Linked DNA regions of Anser cygnoides: region 2 is linked to region 1. Evidence: chromatin contacts called from public Hi-C data. All regions are on one chromosome and are shown on one strand. Each heading gives the region's core, a stretch centred on a gene start, on an enhancer-like site or on the middle of the called end of the contact. The rest is flanking DNA. Distances are from core to core; before and after follow the strand shown.

Region 1 (6,285 bases), core at 2,948-5,447:
TTGAAAATAAATGAATTCAAGCTGAGGGATAAGTAGGAAAAAACACTTCAGGACACAGTTAAAATGGGTTAGCTCTAAGTGTGCACCCTCTAGTGCCTACTGTTAGTACTGAACATCTAGGTTTATTCAGTGTTTAATACCCTATCAAAGCTGAGTGGTCACATACTTGAAGTATTAAACTTCTAGATAAATGCACTGAAGTAGAGTAATACAGTTGCTTAGCAGCAATGCAAATCTACATAGAATGCTTAAGGATTAAACCCCAAAGTTCATGTAGCAGTAAACTTAGTTAACTGTCAAATACTTAGTCCAGCAAACACTATGTTCTTCCCGCTCTCAGTAAAATTAATCTACTGGCTTCATGTTGAAAGCTGGCACTCCTGAAAAGTTTTTTCCTTAATACCTGTGAAGTACCAGTTCAGCGCTATTAACCTGTCAAAGTGTGGCTGTAGACTTCCAAGTATTCAGCGTAGGATAAAAGCTGTAGATGAATTACATGTTATTGTGTCAGTTTCTTACTGCATTAGCTGACCTACTGACAGACTTGAAGTATGTTACAGAATTACTTAGTACGTGTATAGAGAAGCTAAGCCAGACAAAATGTAACTAAAGTCTGGAGCTCTGCAGATTTTGTTTAAATATTTTAATTGGCTAAGTAACATTGCATAATTGTAGTCAAGTCTTTTAAATATTTATTACTCTTATGTTTTAAATTTGACTTAATTTACAAGCAAAAAAAAAATGTTCTGTGTTCCAGAGTTCTTTTGCTTTGTCTTAATGTAATTTCCCTATTTGTGATGCTAGCCATTGGCAGAACAAAAGCTGAGTTTTTATACTGTGCACAAACAATCCTGCAAGAAAAACACCCAAACTAAACTAAATCTGTCCTGTGATTATTACAGCTGTATAAGTAAAATTGGCTTATTGGCACGGAAGATGGAAGAAAACTTTCAACTATCTTTTTTTTTTTTCAGATGTTACTGGTAGATATTGAAGTAGATAAATCTCTCCCAGAAGCTTTGGAATGTGAAGGTAGACCTCTGATTGATCTTTCCAATACACCTGAATTGAATAAGATTATTCCCCTAAAGCCTACGTTCTCAGAGCAGGTAAAGGTAAGTTGTATACAGGTCTTCTGGAGAAGATAAACTGGTGCAGATATGCTAGCAGGAAAATGTCAGGTGGCTGCATATGCTTGTCTGCAGAGCAGCTCTACAGTAGTGTAGGAATTAATACTAGCTCAATATGTTCAGTATGATACTGCATGTTAATCTGCTCTTAAGTAAAGAACATAATGTTTAAAATCAATGTGCACTAAACTAGAGTCAAGTGAACAGTTTGCAAATAAGAAAAGGAGGAGGCTGGAGAAGAACCTAATGCTTAAAGAATTTGTTAAAGAATGAAACTTCCTGAAGTCGGAAGTGAATTCTGTCTTCAGTAGAATAGGCATGGTGACTACAAGTCTGTCTCTCCTGTTTAACCCCTCTCGTAAACCCCTCCTCATCTGAAAGGTGAGTTGGAACACAGGCTAAATTTGACAAGAATTTCTGGGCAATTGTTTTTTGTACACAAGTGGCTTGAAGGTGCATTCCTTCAGATGCTTTCAGATGAATGGTGGTAACTATGAGGATGCAGCCTCTGACATTAGATGTAGTTGGGATCAATTTAATATCAGGCACTTCAAAACTTCGAAGTATCTCAAAAGGGGATCACAGAAGTCTGACTTCATCTGACTTTTGGGGGTATGTTTAGAGGAGTTCAGAAATGCTCTGTCCTGCCTGGATGATAGCATCACTTGAATATGCATAGTATTGAAAGCTAAAAGCCTTTTAGGTTTTTAAAGGTAAGTATGGGGAATATCTACCTTGTAAGAAGCTTTGAGAAGCTTGTGCTTGTCTAAGAATGAGCTAGATCTTTTTTTTTAAAAAAACAAACTAATCTGAACCTAAATGCTTGAGTGTGGTGCTTGTATCTGTACTTTGGATACTAACAGGAATCCTAAACAAAAATTTAGTACTGTTAATCTCTATTAAGTCTTCTAATAATGTACAAAGAGCTAAACTTCATCATGTATTTTCTTTCAGTTAATTGATTTGAGTTCTCCTCTTATCACTCTGAGTCCTGATGTAAACAAAGAAAATCTGGATTCCCCTCTGCTGAAGTTCTGAACTTGGGCTGAAGTGAAGAATTCTTGGTATCTGTGATCTTTAAAGTGTTAGGTGCTACTCTTCACTCACATAGCTTTATGAAGATGAATGGTGAAATGCTGTAGCAATAGAATTGTAAGAGTCCTTATACAGTAAAACTCAGTCCGACGAAGAGTTTTCCTCATGGATATACCACAACGGCGTATTTAAAGTTTAAGTCAAAGGGATAGTCTCTGTATTGGAAGCCTGCATTTTTTTATTTCTTACTGGTTGTCCTTTGTGTCTTTATTTCCTATGTGCAATGAAGATTTAACTTAAAAATAAACGGGTTTAACTAACAAACTGTTGTACAAACTAGGAATCTCTTACTACAGGATTTGGTCAGTCTATTTTAATGTTTCACTAAAATCTTACAATGCAGGTAAAACTAGTGGATTTCAGTTTTTAATACAAAAGTGTTGCAAGTCAGGAAATAAATTCTTTACTGTTGAATTAGTGGAATATACTAACATTAACAGCTGGATGATTGTATGATTCAATGAAGAAAGTAACAGCATGTTATTGCCAGATGGCTTGGTCTTGACATTTGAAGGCTTAAATTTCTCCCTTTCAAATAGCAGAAAAATTAGAGTTTGCAACACTTTCATGATATGTGGAGACTTTTAAATACAGAGAGGTGAGTGGAAATGAAAATGCACACAATAGTAGCACATAACTGTTAAAGTCAGATATCTGTTTTGGAGACCAGAAGCTTCTGCTGTGCATGTATTAGCTTAGTATATCAACGTATAAAAGTTAATCAGCTTCTGGAAATATTCTATCCATTGGTAACTTTGAGACCAACTGTCTAAATAGGGAAAAAGTGTTCAGATGAGTTTGTTAAATACTGATGTTGAACAAGGCTGCTTTAGGTGGAGGTACTTTACTTTTTACCATGGCTGCCTTTTCTGTGGTTACTGCAGCATCAGACTTGTGAACCAAGACTTCTGGCAAGGTTGTGAAGACTTCTGAGTCAGAGGGAGCAACCATGCCACCCCGTCCTACTAAGTATGACCCACTGTGACGTAGAATTTCTATACTTTTTCTTGTTCCTGCTTTCCCTCTGCAAAAAGTGAGATGGATAACCAAGGCATTTACTAAAATTTCACTTAGGAGTCTGCTGCTCAGTTAAAGCAATACTCAAACCATGTCTTCATGTAGCCTTTAAGCAGGGTGCAGAAGCTAGTTCTTTGTACAGTTTCAAATGAAAACAAAGGGGGACACTTTAAAAACAACCAAAAACAACCAAAAAGGAAACACCACACCCACTCTTTCTCCCAGTATTGGTGTATTTGTGATTTCATTTTAAAATTAGGTTATGCCCTATTTCAGAAACTGAGAGAGAATCAACTGTTATGTGTCAGTTAAGAACAGTTTTGGGGGATGACCATAACAACTCTTTTATTGGCAATTTTCAGTGGGCTGTGTCAGCTACCCTGCGAACCATATCCCTGCATGGTCCTAAAGCAGGCATCAGGCCAGCTGAATAGTTGTGGGATTCACCGAGAGCTGACGGCATGTAGATGCATCCCACTCTGCCACTTTTCCCCTTCAAGGAGCAGGTCACTTGCCCAAACTTCACGGCAGTAAGTCCACAATGGGTGGGGGCTGCCCCGACCTCCAGACCTGCATCGTGCAGCATGTGGCACAGCTGCTGCCTCATTTAATGGTAGCGAACATGAAGCAATCGATCCTAGACATTAAGATTTTCACTGGGTCAAACTGTGGCTTGGTTTATCCGGTACAACTCGAGTCCTCTGCCGATGAGCAGCTGGCAGAGGTGGTTCCCACTGACTGCGCGGGGGGGGGGGGTCAAGGGCAGCAAATTCGGGCCACCTTCTCTAACTTTTACACTTTAATTGCCTTAATAACGCCTCCTCCACCCACCTCCCGTCCCACCTGCCCTCAGACAACCCCCTGTGCCGAGAAAAGCTGCCCCTGCTCGCCAGAAACCGCCCAGCCCCGCTCGCTCCCCTCACGCTAAGCCCGGCCCCCGGGGCCATGGCGGCGGAAGGGGCGGGCGGCGGGGAGGAAGGGGCGGTGGGGCCGAGCCGGGCCGATCCTGGCCGGGGCGATGCTGCGGGGGGCGGGGGCCCGCCATGTCGCCTGCGCCGTGTCCGGCGGGGTGGACAGCGCCGTGGCAGCGCTGCTGCTGAGGCGCCGAGGTGGGCGAGGGCGGCCGGGCCCCCGTCGGGTCTCGGCCGGGTCCCCCCGGGGCTGAGGGAGAGGGGAAGGCAAGGCTCGGGGCGCCGGAGGGAGCCGGTGGTGCAGGGGGAAGCCGGAGCAACTCGGCATTGTGTGCTGTTGCCGTGGGGATTTCATAAACACCTTATCTGGGTGTCAGCTATTGCTCTGCCCTTAGCGAAAATATTACGTGATAGCTTTACTGTGAAACTCCTAGCAGGGTGCGTGCATAATACAGAGTTTCTCGCATCTTCTGAAGGACGCGGTTGCCTTGAAAAACACAGTCCTAAGGCCCACCCTATAAGATTTTCAGTTTATCAGTCATTCCTTGCCTTCCCTTGGTAGGCTACCAAGTGACGGGCGTCTTCATGAAAAACTGGGACCCTCTGGATGAGCAAGGAGCTTGCTCCGTCGACCGAGATTGCGAAGATGCTTACCGGGTTTGTCAGAAGCTCGATATCCCTTTTCACCAGGTTTCCTACGTGAAGGAATACTGGAATGAAGTATTCAGGTAGAAACCTACTCAAAACAGGTGGTCTTTCAGAAAGAGATTAACATAGTGCCGTGTTCCTGTGAAAAGTGAGGATGGTAAAGGCAGTTTATTGCAGTATTATTGGTGCTAAAAGGAAGTAGTGACGCTCCTTAAACGCAGAATTGTTTTCTCTCTCATTCACATTTAACATCACAATTTAACTGTTGGTTTTAATACACTCGTTAATTTTGAAATTAATAGGTTTATCTACAGTTATTATGAATGCATGTTAATGCCATTATTGCAGCTCATTTCTTTTTCCTACATACTGGCCCAACATTATCGTAGCTTGAGGAAAAATTATGTCATGGGATGCTATTACCCTTGTTTATTTGTGTAATTTATGCAGTGCATTGTACGTTATATTAGTATATGCTGAATCCAGTTTATCACAGAGCAATCATGACTTAGCCTTCTTAAAATTTCTGACAAATTTGATGTTGTTCTCTGAAGTGGATGTTCAGATTTGCTCTTCCTATGACTTTGTTCCACTGTAATGGAAGAAAGTTATGCATGGAGAAAGCTGAAAGGTTTTCTTGGAAGGGAGAAGAAGGGAGGTATTGGTGTAACAACCAAATTTCTCTCCTACTTATTCAACATTAGTTCATTTTCCTCCTCCTTTAAGTAGTGCTCTTGTTACCTTGTCTTAGAAGAAACTGAGGAATAACTTAGTTGTGCTATCTCTGTGCCACATGGCAGTGGCATCAAGTTAAACACAAAACTCTTGCACATTCAGTGAAGAAAATGGTCCTGTTCTGGGAAGGTTCACTCCATTTTCATTTTTGGTGTGAGAGAATGAATGAATGGTATCAAAACTCTTGCGGGGTGGGGGATGGCTGTAAATGATGAATCAAAGATCACAGAAGATCAGCTTTCCTTTTGCTTCTCATCATTTATTAGTACAGCATTCCCAAGCAAAGTGTTGTAAGTATCTTGGTTTGTTCCAGAAGCCTTTTTTTCCTTACTGTCATCGCTGAGCTTGAATTTATTCCCTGAAGTCTCTCTTTAAAGGATTATTCATCAAAAACCACCTTTTATCAAGAGAACTATCTCAGGTCTTGTCTTTCCCATGGTCTGTACAGAGTCTGTTTCATGTCTTTGCATCAGAGAGATTCAGTAGTTCGTTTAAATACAGGTAAAGATTCTTTTCCAGGCTCTGCCCTCTGTCCCTTTTGACTTGAGTGACCACTGAGGGCAAGCAAAATAAAGCAAACATTGGGCCTTCTGCTGTCTCTGTGCATCGCTGTATGCTAATTTAATTTTATTAGTAGTTATTTAAATGTTTTCAAGCGAATAATGCTAAGCATTTTAGTTGCATGAAAGTGTAAAAACTACAATTTGACCATGAGAAACTATACTTATTTTTTGAGTGGGGAAAAAAAA
Region 2 (6,849 bases), core at 2,897-5,396, 190 kb after region 1:
GGAGCTGGCTCTCCGAAGCCATCACGTCTTACCAATCGTAGGCTTAACCCCAAGCACTACAGATACGTGTGCATTCCCTGCATCTTTGCAAGTTAGATTATTTACTACCTTTATGCAACCACATCAGAAAAGCTTTAGCCAAAGTACCACCTAAACCGAGGGAATATATACCCCCCCACAAACACATATTTATTTACCCTCGTGATCCACATTTACTAAACGACTTCAATGCACCACTTCAATGCACAGCACATGGGCTCGATACATTTTTGTGGTTCCTCTCCAAGAACTTCACAGATAAATTGCTGCCTCAGGAAACTGAAAGTTGCACATTAAACTGCAAGGAGCTTATTTCTGCCCATGCCACCACACTGGTCGAACGAGCAGACACTTTATGAACCTCGAACGCTTGCTTACCTGAGACCGACACTTTCATGAGGGCTTCCAGGGGCCTGTTGTTGTCCAGATCTCGACTGAGTTTGAGTTCCCCAGTGGCAGAGTCCAAAAGGAGCAAGTTTAATTCGTTGCCTTGCACAAAGGTGTAGGCCAGGCTGTCAGACACATCGGGATCGTGAGCAGGGATCTTGCCAATCACGCCAGAGGGGAAGCTGTTGGACTTGTTGGTCACGTAGTTGTTGAAGAGGATCTGGAAGTCCTGCAGCACCGGCGGGTTATCGTTCTGATCCAAGAGGCGGATGTGCACGGTCGCCCGGCTCACAAGAGGGGCCGAGGTGGCCTGCACCACAATCACGTACTCTGTCCGGCTCTCGTAATCCAGGTCCATCAGGGCTGTGAGGTCTCCATTCAACAAGTCTAGCTGGAAGACCTCGGGGATGTTGCCCTCTACTATCTGGTACATGATCTGTGCGTTGGTCCCCTCATCGGGGTCAGCTGCGCTGATTCGTGCCACAATAGAGCCCACGGGGCTGTTTTCCTCCACAAAGATGTCAAATTCATCCTTCTCAAAGACAGGAGGGTTGTCGTTGATATCCAGCACAGTCACTTGGATATCCACAGAGGCTTTCAGGGGTGGGCTGCCCCTGTCTACAGCAAAGGCCCGCAGGCTGTAGACAGCCACGTTCTCACGGTCCAGCTTGCGCAGCGTGCGTATCACTCCAGAAGTGGGTTCAATGTAGAAGTCTCCATCTCCATCATCACCACCTTGGAATGTATAGAGGAGACGGCCGTTGAGGCCCGAGTCACGGTCAGTGGCAGAGAGCTGCAGGACGCTGGTGGAGAGCGGTACGTCCTCAAAAACGGAGCCCTGGTAGCGGTCGCGCAGGAAGCGGGGCGCGTTGTCATTAGCATCCAGGATGAGGATCTCGACGTAGGTGGTGTCCGATTTCTGGGGGATGCCGTTGTCGTGGGCTGTAATGGCCAACGTGTAGGAGGCTTGGTCCTCGTAGTCCAGCTCCATCAGGGTGGTGATGGTGCCGGTGTCGGGGTCGATGCGGAACTGGGGGATGTTATCATCCAAAATGTAAGTGATTCTCGCATTCTCCCCCGTGTCTTCGTCGGTGGCACTGATGGTGACAATCGAGGTGCCAATGGGCTTGTCCTCACTGACGCTCACCGTGTAGTGGGAGCTCTGGAAGACCGGGCGGTGCGTGTTGGCATCTGTGACGTTGATGAAGACCTGGACAGTGTCAAAGCGAGTGCCGTCAGAGGCAGTGACTGTGAGCACATACTGCCTTTCCTGCTTGTAATCCAGGGGCAAGGCCAGCGTGATCAGCCCCCCTCCGCTCTGACTGGTGATGGCAAAACGGTTCCTCGTGTTGCCACTGGTGATCTGGTAAGTCACGACACTGTTCACGTCCCTGTCCACTGCCGTCAGAGTCAGGACGCTGCTGCCCACAGCCGCGTCCTCGTTCAGCCTGAGGTGGTACACCTTCTCAGTGAAGGTGGGGTTGTTGTCGTTCACGTCCAGGACAGTGATGGACACGCTGGCCGAGGAGGTCATGACTGGCACGCCATGGTCCCTGGCCTCCACCCCAAAGTGATAGTTCTCCACAGTTTCTCGGTCCAGCTCTGCGGCCACCGTGATCCACCCCGTGCTGTTGTTGATCTGAAAAGGGAACCCCGAGTCACCTGCCGTGGGGGCACCCCCAGCGGGCGGTGCCATCTCTATGAGTTTGTACTCCAGGCGCGCATTCTCCCCAGAGTCCGCATCCACAGCCTGGATGTGCAGCACCGAGTAGCCCAGGGGAACGTTCTCCAGCACCGTGGCCTGGAAGGGAGTGCTGACAAAGATGGGGGCATTGTCGTTCACGTCCACGACCTGCACCGACACCATGCCGCTGGAGTTGATTAAAGGAGGCCTGCCCCCATCCTGGGCTTTGATCCGGAGCGTGTACTCCCGAATAGTCTCGTAATCCAGAGGGTTGATCAGGTCGATGGCACCGGAGAAGGAGTGGATGTAGAACTGACCTTTGAGGTTGCCACTCACGATGCTGTAGTGCACCTGGGCGTTGCTGCCCCGGTCCCGATCCGTGGCCTGCACCTGCAGTATCTGGCTGTTGACTGGGGCGTCCTCTTGCACCTGGACCAGGTAGCGCTTCTCGCTGAACTGGGGGTAGTTGTCGTTCTCGTCCTCGACCGTAATGTGCACCATGGCCGTGGCGCTACGCGGTCCTGGATCCTTGCCCTGGTCATTAGCTTCCACCACCAGGTGATACTCAGAGACCTCCTCGCGGTCCACCGGGGCTCGGGTCCTCACGACGCCCGAGCGCGGGTCGATCTCGAAGACCCCGTCGCCCGCTCCCGGCTCCAGCAGGCGGTACAGCATGTTGGCGTTGGCCGGGGCGTCGCCGTCGGTGGCGCGGATGGTCAGCACCTCGTAACCCACCTCCAGGTTCTCCCGGATGCTCTCCCGGTACTCGGGCTGCTCAAACACCGGCTCGTGGTCGTTGGTGTCGCTCACGGTCACCGTCAGGTAGGTGGTGGCCGAGCGGCGGCGCGGGGAGCCGTGATCGGAGGCGGTCACCTTCAGGACGTGGGTGTCCTTCGTCTCCCGGTCGAGGCTGCGGGCGGTGACCACGCTGCCCGTCTGGGCGTCGATGGAGAAGTAATCGTTGGAGCGCTCGTCGAAAAGCGCCTCCATGGAGTACGTCAGCCGGCCTGCTTCCCCCTCGTCGGGGTCCTGGGCCCGCAGCACGATGACGGCCGTGCCAGCGGGCTCGTTCTCGGGGATGGACACCTGGTAGCTGGGCAGCTGGAACTGCGGCGGGCTGTTGGGGCTCCTCGCCCGCCGCGCTCCCCGCTGCCCCCAGCTCTCCGCACCGCTCCGGGGTGCCGGGGGGCAGCCTGCCGAGACCCCCCCGGCTGCGGGGGGCTCGGGGACGCCCCTCCGCCGGGCTCGCCGCGGGCAGAGCCCCCCACCTCGGGGCTCGGCGGGGCCGGGGGCTCGGCGCAGCGCGGTGCCCGCAGCCCTCAGGCTCCCGGCGGGCGGCAGCGCGGGGGGCTCGGGGGCTCGGCGCCCCGCAGCCCCCGGGGGCAGGTGGAGGAGCGGGGCGGTGCGGGGCGGCCGCAGCTCCCCGCCGCCCGCCGGGGCCAGGGCGCAGAGCAGAGCGGCCCAGGACACGCAGGAGGCGGCGGACAGCCGCGGCATCTCCGGGGCTCAGGAGGCAGAGACGGCGGGCAGGGGGCTGCCGCACAATCCATCCACCCGCCGGGCTGCCCAGCCGCCCTCATCCATCAGCCCCGGCCGCCGCCGCCGCCGCCTCCCGGGCTCCTCGGGCGCCCCGTCCCGGTCCCGGTCCCCGTCCCGGTCCCCGTCCCCGTCCGCGGGCGGCGGGCTGGAGAGCTCCAACTTTTCCACCTTCAACTTTGAAGTGAGTTCAAAATGGCTCCTCTCCTCCTCCTCCTCCTCCCGCTGCTGCTCCCGAGAGGGCGATTAGCATAAACCTGCTGCTCGTCTCCTTCTCCAAAAAAAAAAAAAAAAATTAAATACCGAAGCACTCCCCCCTCCTTTCTCCTCCTCCTCCTCCTCTTCCTCCTCCTCCTGCTAGGGCGCAGCGCCCCCTCGGCGGGGCCGCCCCACGAACGGCGCAGTCCCGCGTGGTCCCTGCGGCCACCCCGTCCCCTTCCCGTCCCTGTCCCCGTCCCCGTCCCTTTCCCCGTCCCCGTCCCGTCCCCGCAGCTCCGCGGCGGCGCGGGGGCTGCCCGGGGCGGGGATTCCCGACGGCCCCGCCCGGCCCCTCCCGGGTGGGGGCCGGGGGCCGGATCCTGCCCCCGGGGGCTCCCGCCCTGCGGAGCTCGGCGGCGGGCTCCGCGCCCCGGCTCGGCTCGGCACGGCTCGGCTCCGGGGGCAGGAGAAGGGAGAAGGTGCCCAGGGTGGCCGCGGAGCGAGCGGCTGGCTTCCCCGGGCGGCAGCCACCTGTCGTCTCGGGTTTGCCGTTTAAACTGAAATTAAAGTGATTGACAAATAAACAAATGCGAATAAAATGTATAAAGAAAGAAAGAAAAGTGGGATCGCTTTGCAGAGCGAGGGTAACTCCGGTTCCCCCCAGCCGGAGCTGCGCTGTGCGCTCTGCGCCTTTCCCAGGGCTGCCGCTTTGCTGCGGAGCAGCAGGTAGGACCCGGAGCCTTCAACTAAAGATTTCTTTGGGGCGACTTCAGATAACGCACGAGCTGCAAAGTCGCCCGGCTTGTGGGCAGAAGCAAAGCCAAAGCCCAACATTTCGCTCTTGCCCCGGTGAGCACGGTGTCGCTCCTCTCCCTGACTTTCCGACGGGCACTTTCCGTCGCTGTGTTTGCGATATTCCCCTTGGGTTTGCAATGCTCCCGCTGGGTTTGCAATATCCCCGTTGGGTTTGCAGTATCCCCGTTGGGTTTGCAATGTTCCCGTTGGGTTTGCAGTATCCCCGTTGGGTTTGCAATGTTCCCGTTGGGTTTGCAATATCCCCGTTGGGTTTGCAATGCATCCCCGCGGCTGCGGCGTCCCCTGGTGGGGGCGGCCAGAAGCGCGCAGGTTGCGCGCCCGCGCTGCCAACCGCAGCAGAGGGAGCAGGGAGCTGGGAGAAAGGAAAAAAAATGGGCCACAGGTGCCAAAAAACGCCAGGAGTACCAAAAAAGCGATGGCCCAGTTACAGAGAAAGCCAGCAAGAGGCAAGCAAGAAGACGCCGAAGGTGGCACGCTGCGCTTCTGCGATGCGCTCTGCCCCGTGTAGGCACGAAGGCAACTTTTAGGGCGAGCTGTTGCTCTTCGGATTAGGCTCTTTGAGATTAGGCTCTTGGGTACTCACGAGAAAGCCGTGGAAATTAAAAAAAAAAAAAAAAAAAAAAAAAAAAAAAAAAAAAGAAAAGATTCTTTCAACTGCTTTTCATCCCCGGAACTGCATTATTTCAAGGAGGAGGGAAAAAATGGATTATTGCCAATATGTCTGTCAGGAAATAAAAAAAAAAGCTTTATAAATTGCAGTTTTGGAAGGTGTTTAGCTGATTCAGCTTTACTCCAGCAGATTTTTTTAATGGAATTTAGAAGCTTAGTTGCCTTTTCTGATCCTCTGATGAAAACAGTAGTTCGTGAAAAGGAAGAGGAAGAAAATAGGTTCAAAAGGAATTAAAAATAACTTCCCCATTATCACGTTTGAGTGCATGTCGTGGTGCCTTTTATGCTCACAAAAATCAAACAACTCATGCTGTACTTGATTTAATTCATATCAACATTAACTTGGCATCTGGATAAAAAACACCCTGGTGTTAAGTCTATATTTTTCTCTCTGCATTTTCTTCATGCAATACTTAATGCCCACATCTTGGGGGAAAAAATAAAATAAAAAATAAAGTTTTTGTTTCAACACAATCCTTCTCTACAGGTTTTTAAATGTGAGATCCAAGTACTTGTTTCAGGAGTTTTTATTAGGTTAAATAGATCCACAAGAAAAGAATGTTTAAACTTTTTTCTTCCCATTTTATTGCAGTAAGAGGCAACATCCAAGAGTCTGGAAAGGGAAGATATTGTAAAAGCATTTGTATGAAACTAATTATGAGCATAATTACACAAAATCCTCTGTTCTGCTCCTTTTGTGTTACTTGCCCGCTTCTTTCTTGGAGCCACTTGCCGAGCAGTTAATTTTCTCTTGTTTATCTGGCGTTTCACTGTTTTCTCATTAATTACACAATTCCTATTGTTCCGGAGCCCTTTCACGCATTCTACCACTTGTCATATAATTGTGCCATAAAAATGCATTTCAAATGCTAAGCAGCAAATACAGTATTCAAATGTCGGCTCATTGCCCTGCTGAAAGGAGTGGCTTATTTAACACATGGCGACTCAAATCTTTTCAGAAAATGGTGAAATGTCCCTGCCTGTCCCAATACTGCTCCGTTAAAGCTGGGGTCACCGCTTGGGCAGGGGTCAGGCCTGGACCCATCCCTTTTGGCTGCTCTTTCTGTGGGGTCTTGCTTCCAGAATGAGTCGGAGACTGTAACGGTGAAAGCCAACCGTTGGTATAGGAAACTCAAGGTGGGGATGAAAATCAGAATTATGTCTCGTGTTTTAGCTGGCAGGTTTTCAGCAAAGGCTGATCCTTCAAAGAAAATTAGATACTCCCTTTGGGTCTCATTCCTGGTATTAACTGTCCTTTTCTATAGAAGGAATCACACCGACATCAAGACGATGGGAGACTTCCATAAAAATATGTAAGTGGGCGAGGTTTTGCCTGACCCTTTGTTTTCTTGGTACCAACTGATGACATGTTCATTTCACGGTTCAAAAAATGCTCTGTTTCGACTTGCCTGGGAGTGGAGTATTTCAAGCTTCTTTCCAAAGTGAATTTAAAACAAAACTGAGATGCTAAAAAAAAAAAAGATTTAAAAAAAAAAAAAAAGATAGCACTGTTACCCAGA

The links. Hi-C and Micro-C count contacts between places; a contact is called where the count stands out from the background.
Region 2: a Hi-C map of liver shows a contact between it and region 1, with 3 times the contacts expected there. The contact joins the promoter of CELSR1 here to the promoter of TRMU in region 1. A contact is called at or near these places in 4 of 7 Hi-C or Micro-C datasets (granulosa cells and liver).

The regions. Positions count from the first base shown.
Region 1 is chr1:16,684,106-16,690,390 of Taihu_goose_T2T_genome, forward strand. It overlaps TRMU (tRNA mitochondrial 2-thiouridylase), which reads left to right and starts at 4,198. Exons shown (of 12, transcript XM_048068494.2): 1 at 4,198-4,351; 2 at 4,716-4,810. The coding sequence starts at 4,761. GTSE1 (G2 and S-phase expressed 1) reads left to right here. Exons shown (of 12, transcript XM_048068485.2): 11 at 975-1,115; 12 at 2,085-2,489. The coding sequence ends at 2,168.
Region 2 is chr1:16,874,515-16,881,363 of Taihu_goose_T2T_genome, forward strand. It overlaps CELSR1 (cadherin EGF LAG seven-pass G-type receptor 1), which reads right to left and starts at 4,147. Exons shown (of 35, transcript XM_048068507.2): 1 at 418-4,147. The coding sequence starts at 3,607.